Regions from separate parts of the Capra hircus genome. Here region 2 is linked to region 1. A link is a contact called in public Hi-C data. All regions are on one chromosome and are shown on one strand. Each heading gives the region's core, a stretch centred on a gene start, on an enhancer-like site or on the middle of the called end of the contact. The rest is flanking DNA. Distances are from core to core; before and after follow the strand shown. Region 1 overlaps LARP1 (la-related protein 1). Region 2 has its middle 66 kb from the start of LARP1.

Region 1 (6,359 bases), core at 2,121-4,620:
GTATTTTACATTTTTTTTCCTTGTAAATGTGATATCCTAGCACATGGTAAAGATAATGTACTATGAGCATAAGGTGGAACCTTCTCCGCAAAGCCAGATGACAAGTTTTCCTCTCCAGTCAGAATGGGCTGCATGTTCTGATCTTCTCTGCCTCTGCCATCAATGTGGCTGAAGGAGAGGGTGGGGCTGGGACAAATCCTGGGACCCTCACACACGAGATACTTGGGGGGTCCCATTCGGGAGGGTGATCCAGACCACTCGACCCAGGCTTTTGGCAAAAAACCAGCCCACCCTCCCTAATTAGTTGTCTTCTTTGCCCCTCCTCCCACTGCCAGGGCTTTCTGAGCAGCTTTCTTTTGTAAAATCAATCACCAGGAAAGGGGAAAGAAGAACTACAATAGAACAGAAAAACATAACAACTTTGACATGGGGGCTCCTCGCTGGGCTCTGAGCCCAAGGGGTCCAGGCTGCGGCAGCGTCAGGCACTACCTAGAGTGCCTTTCCTCCCAGGTTCAGGAGACAGTGGGAGAAACCTGCCCCTGAGCAGAGCTGAGGTACACAGACCTTCTGATGTTTGAGGCCCAAAGATCATGTTGGCGTGGACCCATCTTGGAAAGGTACAGGATGAATGGAAGGATTGGGGCAGGCTGTCGCTTCTGTCTCAGATCTTGGATCCCCATGGAGGATGGTGGGTGTGAAGTGGCAAGCCCTGATGTCCTTTGCCACTCCTTGCATGCTTGTCACAGATACATCGGTCCTAAATTCAAGTGTCTTCAGAAAGTGAAGATGTAAACTACTCTTTGCAACATTAACTCCAAACATGTCACACAAAATAAAAAAGGAAGAAAAAAAGCACCCCCCCACTCCTCCCCAGCCTGTATTGAGATGAAGTCCTCACCTCCCCACCCCAAAGGGGCTTCTTCTCTCTGGGGTGTCTGTGGGGAGGGTCAGGGAGAGGATGGCAGGCCCCTGGCCTGGGAGTAAACTCTAGACAACAGCCCACACTCTCAAGGCTTCCTTGTGACCCCAAACCCAGCAGAGAACACACACTGAGGTTACTATGGTGCTGGAAGCAGTACAGGGTCGAGCAACCCGAAGGAAAAGGGGCAATTAAGGGAAGGAGGGGGTCCAGGTGTCCGGTGTGTGGTACATCATGGGGCAGGCACCGGGCTGGCAAGGGAGAGGCCCAGACTCCACTGTCAGAGCACAGAGCAGACACTCATCTTGGCCTTCTAGGCAACCAGCTCAGAGGGATGGAGATGGGCTTCCCCATAATGGGAGGGTGGAGGCTGGGGTGGGCGGGGTGGCACAGCAGTGAGGTGCCCAAGACAGAAGACAAGCCCTTGCCAGCCTGAGATGCTGGCCTCTACTCCCAAATTTAGGGCCCAAAAGAGGAAGCAGTTGAAGAGAGCTGAGAGTGTGAGCGCATGACCACCACCACCTCGGGGTGAGTGTGTCATCATGCCCACGCCCAGCCCCCAGTCCAGTCTGTGAAGGCCAGTCATGGGTCACCGTCCCTAGCTGCAGCTGCCAGGAGACCGGCCATTGCACTAATCATTCACAGCCCGAGACAATCAGTCAGTGGCTGGAGAAGTGAAGACAGGCATACTCTATGTCCACATATACCTTCTGGCCATGGGGCTTCTCCAACTGGCAGGATTACCCATACCCTCAAAGCCTCCTCATCACTTGTTCCTAGGCAGGGTCAACTGGAAGGTGGGCAGAGATGGCTTGCAGAGGGGTGATGCAAGATGGACAAACCCACCCGGCCCACGGGAGGAGAACAGCATCCTTCTCCACCTTTCAAGAGACAAAGCCTCCTGGAGGTCTCAGAGATCGATCGAGGGAATGCAAGCAATGTTTCCAAGCCTCAGCTGCCAAGTGTTCACCCTTCCCCTCTGAGGTGGGGGAAGACGGTCAGGCTGAGGACAAGTGTGCCCCAGATCCAGGCCAGCGCTGTCCTCCAACAATCTGAAGCAAACTTGGCCTTGGGGTTCCGAAGGCAGGATGAAGGGCGTCACGGCAGGACGGAGCCTGGCGAAAGGAACAGCAAGCAGAGCGACGACACGACAGTGGCAGCAGCGTGTGGACACAGGGTGTCAGCCTCAAATGACGCAACAGCGGGAATATTTGGGCACGGCTCTCATCTGAGCCACTCCCAACTCTCTTGCCTACAGGCAGGAGGTGCTATACATGCAACTCAGTTAAGAGACAGATTCTAACCAATCCAGCCCAGGCACATCCAGAGAAGGTGCGAGCTCTTCAAGTTGACTCCACGGAGGAAAACAGGCATTTGGGTATTTCAGATTCCCACTCCACAATAAGGCAACTTTTAAAAAAATACTATTTCCAAGAACAAAACAAAAAAAATCCCAAGAGTAGGGGAAAGACATCACTTTCTGTGGATTAGGTGGGGGTTTTCTGATGGTTTTTTTTTGGTCTTTTATGGTCGATTTTGTCTTTTTTTTTTTTTCTTTTCATTTCCCCAAGGATGGAAAGGTCAGAGAAAAATAAAATAAATCATCTTTCAATAGTCTTTTCTGGTATGAGCAGCGTCTCTCTGGGCTGGAGTAAGGGGCATGGGGAGAGGGGGATGTAGAGAGGCTGAAACCTTCCCTCACCCCCACTTCTAGATCCTTTGGTTTCCTCCTCCCAGAAGATGGCAGAAGGGTGTAATGGGGACAGCAGGGAGAGAACATGGCGATGGCAAGCCCCAGATGATCAAGGGGCTGGTGCTTGTAGGGCCCAGGGACGCTGCCAGAGCCTTTTATGAAACAGTGCTGGGCAATGGGGCCCACAGGGCCTTTTTGTGGGCTGCATAGTTGGCTTGAGGGGGAGCAGGAGGCAGCTGTGGATGGGGACCAGGGTTGCGGCCTACCAGCCGCGGGCAGGGCTGCAGAGTGATTTTGGTAATCCAGACGAACTATCAATAATTTAAAACTTGATATATATATATATATATATATATAAAAATTTCCCCCCTTGCCCTCCCCCCCTTAGAAGAAGCTAGGATGTGAAGAAGAGTCATGGAAAGAGAAGAGGGAAGGGGGTGTGTGGAGGCTCCTGCCCAGGGGTACCTCTGATAGCCCAAATGGTATACACATTGCTACTCAGCACGAAGGCCCATCTTAATGACTACAGGCCTGTCCCTTCTCTGTCCCCTCTCCTGGGACTGGGCACCCCAACAGACGCTCACCTACCCTCTCCATCCCTTCTCCCCCCAAAACCCCAGGGCTAAAGGGCTTTTCACTTCCCCAAAGTCTGTGCATCCGAGTGCTGGCTTGTCCATTTGGCATCTTCCCGGACGGGCTGGCCAGTGGGTGGTGTGGGGGGCTGGCTGGTGGGTCTGCTGGAAGACTGGGAGGGGCACCGTTTCCTGCCCTCGCCGCTGCCACCTCCTGCCGCCACTGGGTGTCGCTTGTGGTTGCCCTCCTCACCCATGGGGGGCTGTAACAAGGTGGGAGTCACAGTGATTAGGGAGCACTACCCACAACCCCGCCCTTGCCAGGGCTATTCAGAAACCCCCTACTTCCTACCTCCCAGTGTAGATAATAAATAGGTTTATAACCCTAAGAACTAGTCACTAGTTTTATTAAGCACATCTTCACGCCAAGATGTCAAACCTTGTGCTGATTTATGCACATTTACTCATGGGGTCTACACCACCCTTTGATGTAGACATGACCATCTAATTTCACAGAAGAGGACAGCGAAGCACAGAAAAATAATTTGCTGCCAAGAGGTCCAGAACTTTTAATGGGTAAAGACAAAATCTGAAACAGGCCTATTCAGCACTGAAGCCCAGGCCTTATCCATACGTCTTTCTGCTCCCCTTCTGGGAAGTGGCGGCTGCTCAGGAGACGGTACATGGAATGTAGCATGCAATCCACTGACATGCCTCCATTCAGAAGGCCCAGAGACTCCTGGGGACTGCCTCATGGCCCTAAAAAGGACACTGATTAAGAGTCAGACTGGGATCCAGTCTAGCCTCACCACTGCCAGAGGTCCTGTAACCCCAAGGTCACCTCTCCCCTTTCTGGGAGCCAAAGCTGAGCCCTTTCTGCTCTGCTCCCAACAGGTCTCCCTGTTCTCTGCACATGCACCCTCTGCACCCTCCCCCCGCTCCAGCCCCCAAAGGAGGAAGTCCTTAAGGATGGAAGAAAACGGGCCTAACTTGTCGTCAGGACACCTAAGCAGTACTGCCACTATCTCACTGGCTGGCCGTGGGCTCCTGATCATCCACTGCTATAGGGATGACAATAAGAACCCTGCCTGCTTCACTTTACAAAGGTTTAAAAAGGTTAAAGCATAGTGTCTGACACACAATAAAGTCAAATTTTTTAATGTATGTGAGGACTCTTACTTACTTCTATTTGCCCTTTTGCTAAAAGGTTTCAAGGAAGTAACACGACTGGCATATCCCTACTACACTATAAACACTTTGAAGGAAAAAGTTTTACTTATCTCTGGAATCCCTGATACACTCAGGACAGAAGAGGAACCAGTAGTCATAACTTTGACCACCACTGGATGTCACTGTTGAGTCACTGTGCCAAGAAGAAGTGGGAGGAGCAGGGAAGAACTAGACATACTTTATCAAGTTCTAGGGCTGGAACTGACCTCTCCCAGAAAGAATAAGAACATTTACCTACGGTACTCGTCCTGATCACCTCTAAATAGGGCACAGCAGCAAAGAGGGATGGAGGTAACACAGAAAGGGCATTACGATGGTTCAGCCACATCCACCATGGGAAAGGGAGTGGGGAGTGATCACAAACCCTCCAATGAGCCTTCACTGCCCACTTCTCATACCTTCTCTTAAAGAAACTTAAGGCCCAAAAGGGACAAGAAGGGTCCCTGGGCTAGTGGCCCAGCTGGGATCAAAACCCAGGTATCCAGATCTCTGGTTCAGTTTTCCTTCTAAGACAATCAGGGTGGGAAAGATGAGAGACATCCACTCACATCCACTCGGAAGTCTTCGAGACGTCGGAATTTGCCGAGGTATTCTTGAAGTTTGGGGTCAATGTCCAAATTTTTGGCTTTGGAATATTTCAAGAAGGCCCAGAACTTTTCTAGCCCATATAGCTGACCTGCAGGGAAATAGAGAGGTAGAAAGAAGCTTGGCCGCTGAGAAGTTAAGAACAGAGAGGCTCAGGAGAAGGGGATGTGATGTGATACAGACAAGCCCAGGGGCCAAGAAGACAGATAGATGACCAGGGCTCACAGAGTCCCAGCTCCGACTCTTACCTGCTTCGTAGTCCTTCACGGTTTCCTCCTGAAAGTCCTTAAATATGTCCAGCCGGAACTTCTTTTCCAGGCCGTAACTGTAGTATCGAAAAAGGCACTCCAAACCATATCTGTAGGAGAACACAAGTCAGTGAAATCAGGACAGTTTCTTTGTCTGTAAATAGGAAATGTATCTGGATGACAGATCTATGAAACCATTTAAAATACATGGATTACTGAGAAAATGCTAAGTGTTCTCTGGGAAGGCTGGCATTTAATGCTAGTCTAAATGAGTCCAGCATTAAACGTTCACCGAGGGTCAGCAAACTTGGGCCAAATGAACAACAGCCTTCTGCCTACACCCATCTGCCTATGAAGTTATCACTGGTTACTTTCTGCTGCTAGAGCAGACAGGAGTTGTAACAAGAGACTTTATGTTCCACAAACCTAAGCTATTTGTTGTCTGTCCCCTAAGCAAATTTTGTCAATCGCCAGCATGAGCTCTCTGCAAAGCCATTTGACCATGGCAATTAGATCATCTATTCACTCACCGGAATCAGAAATTTCAATTCTAGCAACGTATACAGGGAAATGACCAAAAATGTAGATTTAGATTTTATAGATGTACCAAAATTGTTCATAGCAGCATTCTTTTGAAAAACTTAAGTCTTGGAAGAGTGATTAAGAAAAATTATGATAACTGTACAACAGAATAATACAATCTATTTAAAATTATAATTTAAGTATACACTGATGGATACTTAAATGCTCATGCTTATAAATGATGAAGAACGTATTAAAAAAAGCATTCTTTTATGACCTGAATTCATAAATATGGCAGAACATTAACACTGGTTGTCTCTGGACTGAAGGATGTTTTCCCCCAGCTTCTTTAAACATTTGTCCTTTTCAAATTGTTCACAGAGAAAAGATTTTACTTGGGAAAAGTGCCCCTCTAGTTTGTTTTTTTTTAATAGCAAAATATTAAAAGTAACTGAAGTATCTATTAATAGGAGACTAAATTATGGTACAGCTATACAGTAAGACCACATAAGCCATAAAAAAAAAAAAAAGTTATTTATATATGGATATGGAATGATCTCTAAAATACAGCATTAATTAAAAAAGCAAGG
Region 2 (6,855 bases), core at 1,829-4,328, 120 kb after region 1:
GAGAACCAAGGTGTGCCCGTTTGCTCTTCCGTCTTTCCTTCTTTCTGTCTGGAATACATACGTGAAGGCTGGCATTCCAGCAGCCATCTTGAAAACATGAGGTACAACAGAGGCTTCCACACCTAAACTGCTGAACCAACACCTCCAGATTTGTCATTATGAAAAAAACAATTTTCTTTTCATGTTTATGCCACTGTCCTCAAAGTCTGTGTTTATAATAGCTGTTCACAATCCCCTCTGAAAAATCTTTCCTACTTTTCCATATCATGCCGTTTTTTTTTTTTACCCCATTGATGTCATCAGAATGTATAGTAATATCTATATTTGTGTGTTTAGCTATTTAACGTCTGCTTCCTCTACTAAACTATAATCTCTATGAGGGCAAGACTTATGTCTGCTTTCTTCATAGCATAGGACCTGGTGTAGAGTAGGTGCTCAATAAACATTTATTGGATGAATGCATGTGTGAATGAATGAATAAACTATGCCTCATCTAATAAGGCCCCAGGCTCATTGCAAGACATAGAGCACACTTCATTTCTCTTATCTCTAGCCCAGTCCTGAGCCCCAAGTGAATGTTCCTGGAATTCGGATGAAGTGGAATGGAACACAAAGAAGAGAAAACATCTGGACTCCAGTCAGCCCTGTGGCTTGGTGAGAATGGGTGCTGAGTAAAGGTTGGTTGACTGACTTGGGAACAGCCTGGCCCTCGGGAGAAGGACAAGGATGTGGGGGATGGCATTTCAGCTGGGACAAGAGGCTCCGAGAGTCCGGTGTCTGCCAGATCTCCTACCAACCATCAGCTTTGCAAGGCAGGCAGAAGCCAACTCGGAGCTCCCCCAGGCTGTGGCCACTTGAAGTTCCTGGTAAGCGAGGCTCAGAGAGGGGCAGGGGCTTGCCTGAGGTCACCCAGGATGTCGACAGAACCTAGATTCGGCCATGTAGCTCCCAGCTCAGCTCTTCCTCCTGCTGGTTTTCTCACCTCTGCACTCTGGTGCCTTCAAGGCAAGGAGACCAAGGGAAAGCAGGCCTGCATGCTGAGGGCTTCCTACATTCTAGCTGAAACATCAGCTGCCAGGGTTCAACCTTCCCATTTTACAGATGCCATCCCTGAGGCACTGTGAGGCTGTGGGTCCTGCACCGGAGTTTGCAGGGGCTGGAAACTCAGGCCAGGTGACCCCAGTGTTGAGCTTTCCCCACATTCGCATCCTGTCTCTTGACCCTGCCATAGCGATTCTCACTCCCCAAGCTAGGGGCAGAGTGTGACTTCCCACTGGGGCTCTCAAGCTCCAGACCCGAGGCTGGCAGTTTAGGACTTAACTGCTCATGCTTGATCCATATGTCTGAGGTGCCTGAGAAACTTGCTTGCCTGACCACCTGTCCTTCAGGTGGAGAAAGGGGAAGCTGAGAGCATTCCAGGGTCTGGTCAGGGTCACAGGGAGACCAGTCATGGTGGAACCAGGGCCAAGGTCTGCCATGTCTCTCTTGGCCAGTGTTCAGCCATCTGCGGTTCAGTAATGACCTCTACACTCAGCCCTGGAGAAAAAGAATGATGCATCTTGGCGAGTCCAAGGTCAAGGGCACCTCCTTCCACAAATGTAGCGGATGCCTTGCACTCACATAGCCATTCTCAGACTTTTTGGTCTCAAGACCCTCTTAAAAATCACTGAACCCCAAAGATTTTTTGTTTATGGTGTTTATGTCTATCAATATTTACTGTATCAGAAATAGAAATTGAGACACTTAATAAATATCAATGATGTAAAAATAACTAAGCACTCTAACATAAATACATGTTACAAAAAATAACCATACTTTAGGAAAAAATTAGGGTGAAGAGTAGCACTGCTTTACATTTTTCCAAATCTCTTTATTGTCTGCTTTAATAGAGAGCAGCTGGATTCTCACATCTGTGTCTGCGTTCAATCTGCTATGAAATAACGTGACACGTTGCCTCTGGGAAACTCCATAGTATACTCGTGGGAGAACGAGAGTGCAAAAGCTCTTAGTCTTACAATGAAAACAGCTGTGACCTCGGGATCCCCTTGAAAGCGTCCTGGAGATCTTCAGGGGTCCCTGGACCATACTTTGAGAACCGGTGGTCTACATTCTGATTTATATGAAGTGGATCTGGTTGTCATTTGTATTTGATAGAGGCCCAAAGTGAGGCTCAGGCTTCCCAGGGGGCACTAGTGGGAAGAACCTGCCTGCCAGGGCAGGAGACCAAGAGACACTGATTCGATCCCTGGGTCAGAAAGATCCCCTGGAGGAGGAAATGGCAACCCACTCCAGTATTCTTGCCTGGAGAATCCCATGGACAGAGGAGCCTGGCGGGCTACAGTCTGTGGGGTCACCAAGAGTCAGACACGACAGCAGGCATGCAATCACGAATGGATCAAGGTGAGGCTCAGCGAGGTTGTGAGGCTTGCCCCCAGAGACACACGACCAGTGAATGGTGCTGTCGGGATTTGAACCCAAGACCATCACCTCTAAGTAACTGTGTCCTTAATGGTGCTGTCAGGATTTGAACCCAAGACCATCACCTCTAAGTAACTGTGTCCTTAACAGCAAAACTGTTCTCCAACCTCTGGCTGGTGGACAGGGATGGTTGTAAGAGGGATGGTATCAGGAAGGAGCCAGAGGCTGTGGGATGCCATTAGGTAGGGAGAATGAAGTAGTGAGGTGGGTACAGTGTGCTCAGGGTCAGCCTGTCTGGACCCACATCCTGGCTCTGACCTGTGCATTCTGTCTGACCTGGGGCCAAGCACTCAGCTTCTCTGAGTTTCAGACATCCCCTCTGTAAAATGTGATAATATGCTATCTGCACCATAGGGTCTTTGGGAAGATTAAATATTAATTCATGTAAATATTAACAGTGCTCAATAAATGTGGATAGTGTATACATCCTTTGTTGCTATAAATTTGAGGACAGGGCTGTGCATATGTTTTCACTGAGGTTGGAGAGAGAGGCAGGGGTGCCTAGAGTACAGGTCCTGAGGGCCGGGGCCGGGGCAGTGAGGAGATAGGTGGCCTGGAGGGCGAGGGAGGGCTCAAACCCGGGGCGTGGTGCTCCCGAGTGCTGGGTATCTGCTGATGCTGACTCCATGACTTCAGGCGCCCAAGTCAGCACTGAAATACGCTCTGACCGGAGGGCCAGCCGTGCCTGCCCCAGTGGACAGAAGCCAAATCTCTTGTTCAGGTCACCATCCTGGCCACTGTGTCCTGAGACCAGGCCTCCAAGAGTCCAGCCTAGAAAAGCCTCCAGACCACCTGCCTCTCCTGACCTCATTCGGGGAGCGAAGCCGCAAGCTCTAGCTCCCTCTTCTCCTGTATTCCCGGCTCTAGAATATAGTCTAGAGCCACACTGTCAAGCGATCCTGGAGCTGCCTTGCCCAACTGCCCCCTTTCCCTTTTAGTAGGTGGGGAATTTGAGTCCCGGAGACAGAAAGGAGAGGCTCACACCACACAGCAAAGCTGGGAATACGAAGCCCAGATTGCCTGATGTTTGCCTCGGGTTGCGCCACCATGGCACATCCCGCTTGCCCTGCTCAGCAGGGATTTAAGGCCAATGTGTCTGAGGACAGTGGCTCTGGAGCTCCCCTGCCTGGTACAAGTCTCAACTCTGCCACTTCCTGGCTCTGAGACCTCAGGCAAGATGCTTAGCCTTTCTATGCCTCGTTTTTCTTTAATTATAGAATGGGAACACATAATTTCACCTCCTTCAGTTAAGTATTGTATGGATTAATGCGAGCAGATCCATGCAAAGCACATGAGACACTGCTGAGCACTGAGCCCTGGTGGGCAACACAGACACCATCACCACCACCATCACCATCCTCGTTGAGCGCTGAGCCCTGGTGGGCAACACGGACACCATCACCACCACCTTCACCATCCTCGTCGTGAGGAGATGCACTGGGGTGTTCCTTGTGGAGCATTCACCCTACTCTCTGCAAGGGAGAGGAGGGTAAAGGCAGAGCTGGATCCTGACCTCTGCATAGTAACTGATTCACAGGGCGATTTGGGGCAGATGGCCTGCTGTGTCTGGGTCTCTGGGATTCCAGCTGGAACAAAAGGGTCTGTTTAAAAAATTTTTTTCTATTATACCTCTAGCCTCCTCTGGCAATAATGACCATAGAGATGTGTAGGGCTGCTCATTACAGTATAAGGTAGCAATAAACACCTGGAAAACAATCTTAAGGTCCTTCTACTCTGCAGCTTTAAAAATAAGAGTATAGTTCCAAACGGAAATAATCCAAATGTTCGTCAACAGGTGAAGGGAAACCCAAACTGACACATCGAAGCGGTAAAACACTCTTCTGCAATGAAAGGCAATGAACTCAGGACACAGCAACATGGGTGAGCCTCAGAAACATCACGCTTGGTGAGGAAGCCTTGCCCCAAAGAGTGCCTGCCGTGTTATCCGTTAAAGTGAAATTCTGGAGGACTTTCCTGGTGGTCCAGTGGTTAGGGATCTGCCTTGCAATGCAAGATTCCATCCCTGGTCAAGGAACTAAGATCCCACAAGCCATGGAGTTACTGAGCTTGGGAGGTTCAACCGCTGAGCCAGCATGCCGGCCGCAGTTACTGAGCCCTGCATCACAACCAGAGAGTCTGTGCATCGCAACGAGAGAGCCCGTGTATTGCAACTAGAACCCAACACAGCCAAAAAGTAAATAAATAAATTTCTGGAAAAGGGAAATCTAAACTCTAGGGACAGGAAATAGTTTATTGGTTACCTGGGGCTGGGTATGAGGACAAGAGATTGGTAACAAAAGGGCATGAGGGAATTTTGGGGGCAACAGAAATGTTCCAGGTCTTGATGACGGTGGTGGTTACATGGATGTATATAAATTTGTGAAACTCACTGAATTGTTCTCTTAAAATGGGTACATTTTACTCTATGTAAATCATACCACAATCAAATTGGTTAAAATAATAAATGATAATTCACACATATAAGGAAAACTTTGAATTTGTCAGGAGTGGGCTACATCTTTGGCACCAATACGGCGAGATGTGCATGTTGCGTTGTTAAAAGAAAAATAAAGGCAGTTACACAACAAGGCAGGAGACCCTGATGGTTATGGAGAGAGATCTCTGGGGGCTGAGCCTGGGCCGCACGCCTCACGTGCATGCAAGGTTTTATAGATGAGAAGACTGAGGCGCAGAGAGATGAAGTAACACTTAGGAAGCCAAGAAGCTGCAGGGTTGGAGCCTATCGCAACTCCAATCCAGTAAATAATTGCCAAGGTTAATCTATGTGCACAAAAAATCTGGAGAGATAACCCCAAACTAGGCCTGGGGATTGTGCATAGGAAACAGATTCACGGGCACTTTCGCTTTCAATACCATGTATTTCTGTTCTGTTACATTTGTTGTAACATGCCTGAATCTTTCTAATCAGAGAAAGCAATATAGGGTTTTTTTTTTTTTAATTACTAAAGAAAGTCCCCATCCTGTATCTCGTCTGCACAGGAGCTGAGCATCCACTCTCCACTTCTCCCTCCACCAGACAGGCCCGTGTACCTGGCCAGAGCCCCGGGCCCCACTGATAAAGGCCAGGGGCCACCATATCAGGCCCACGCAGCCCCTGCAGTCCCATCCATCTGGTGTCCCCAGGGAGGGCGGGCCTAGTCCCAGGAATCAGCAGCCTCGGGGCCCTGGAGATAAGAGGACCTGGAGGGCTGGGCGGTGAGAGCCAGTGGGGTCAGGGACTGCAGCAGGGAGGGGGTCTGTGAGCCAGGGATGTTGGTGGACCTTTCCCCACTGAATAGACCAGGCTGCTAAGACCCAGAGAAGCTGTGACTAGCCTGCTCTGTTTGTGGATCTGACTTTGTCTGCTGTGTAGCCCTGGGTATATGTCTCTCTCAGATCCTCAAGGTCCCCCGGGATTCTTTGATTCCAGCCTGGTCCTCTTTTAGGAAGTAACCTGGGCCTAGAAAACATCCTTGAAAGCCCCCAGTGGGTTCTTAGGACCCCAGAATCAACTCCAAGTGGTAAGTAGAGGTCCACTAGCCTGAGCACATGCGCACATGCCTGCCTGGTGCTGCCCAAGTCTGCAGATCCCAAGGACAAGCCTGGTCACCCCGCGCCAGGCCAAGGCTTGTTTACACGTCCAAAGGTCAGATGCTGCCTTCCAGGGCTGGCCTCAGCTGGGAAGAGTCTGCAACTGTGTGCCCAGGACACAGGCAGCATGTGCCCTGGAGAGGGGTGGGCACTCCAGGAGGGGCTGGAGGGAGATGACATGCAGCTTGCCCTCCCTGGGGGCTACCTTAGTGGTACAGTGGTTAAGACTCCACTTCCACTGCAAAGGGTGCAGGTTCGATACCTGGTCAGGGAACCGAGATTCCACATGCCGTGCTTTATTGCTGTTCAGTTGCTCAGCTGTGTCCGACTCTTTGTGACCCCATGGACTGCAGCGCGCTAGGCTTCCCTGTCCATCCCCAACTCCCAGAGCTTGCTCAAACTCATGTCCATCGAGTTGGTGATGCCATAGAACCATCTGGTCCTCTGTCGTCCCCTTTTCCTCCTGCCTTCAATCTTTCCCAGCATCAGGGTCTTCCCTAATAAGTTGGCTCTTCGCATCAGATGGCCAAAGTACTGGAGTTTCAGCTTCAGCATCAGTTCTTCCAATGAATATTCAGGACTGATTTCCTTTAGGGTTGGCTGGTTTGATCTCCTTGCTGTCCAAGGGACTCTCAAGAATCTTTTCCAACACCACAGTTTAAAAGCATCAATTCTTTGGTGCTCACCCTTCTTTATGGCCCAACTTTCACATCCATACATGACTACTGCAAAAACCATAGCTTTGACTAGGTGGACCTTTGTTGGCAAAGTAACGCCTCTGCTTTT

Evidence for each region. Hi-C and Micro-C count contacts between places; a contact is called where the count stands out from the background.
Region 2: a contact with region 1 is called in a Hi-C map of blood, with 4 times the contacts expected there. The contact joins two enhancer-like sites. A contact is called at or near these places in 3 of 5 Hi-C or Micro-C datasets (blood and liver).

What each region holds. Positions count from the first base shown.
Region 1 is chr7:44,366,736-44,373,094 of ARS1.2, forward strand. It overlaps LARP1 (la-related protein 1), which reads right to left. Exons shown (of 19, transcript XM_018050127.1): 17 at 5,248-5,357; 18 at 4,963-5,090; 19 at 1-3,447. The coding sequence ends at 3,247. Among named protein-coding and RNA genes, the nearest start is that of CNOT8, 31 kb to the left of the region's middle. Within about 2 kb of position 3,371, at least 1 of the 5 cell types and tissues checked has an H3K27ac peak or open chromatin away from gene starts, as enhancers often do.
Region 2 is chr7:44,490,808-44,497,662 of ARS1.2, forward strand. No RefSeq gene overlaps it. Among named protein-coding and RNA genes, the nearest start is that of LARP1, 66 kb to the left of the region's middle. Within about 2 kb of position 3,079, at least 2 of the 5 cell types and tissues checked have an H3K27ac peak or open chromatin away from gene starts, as enhancers often do.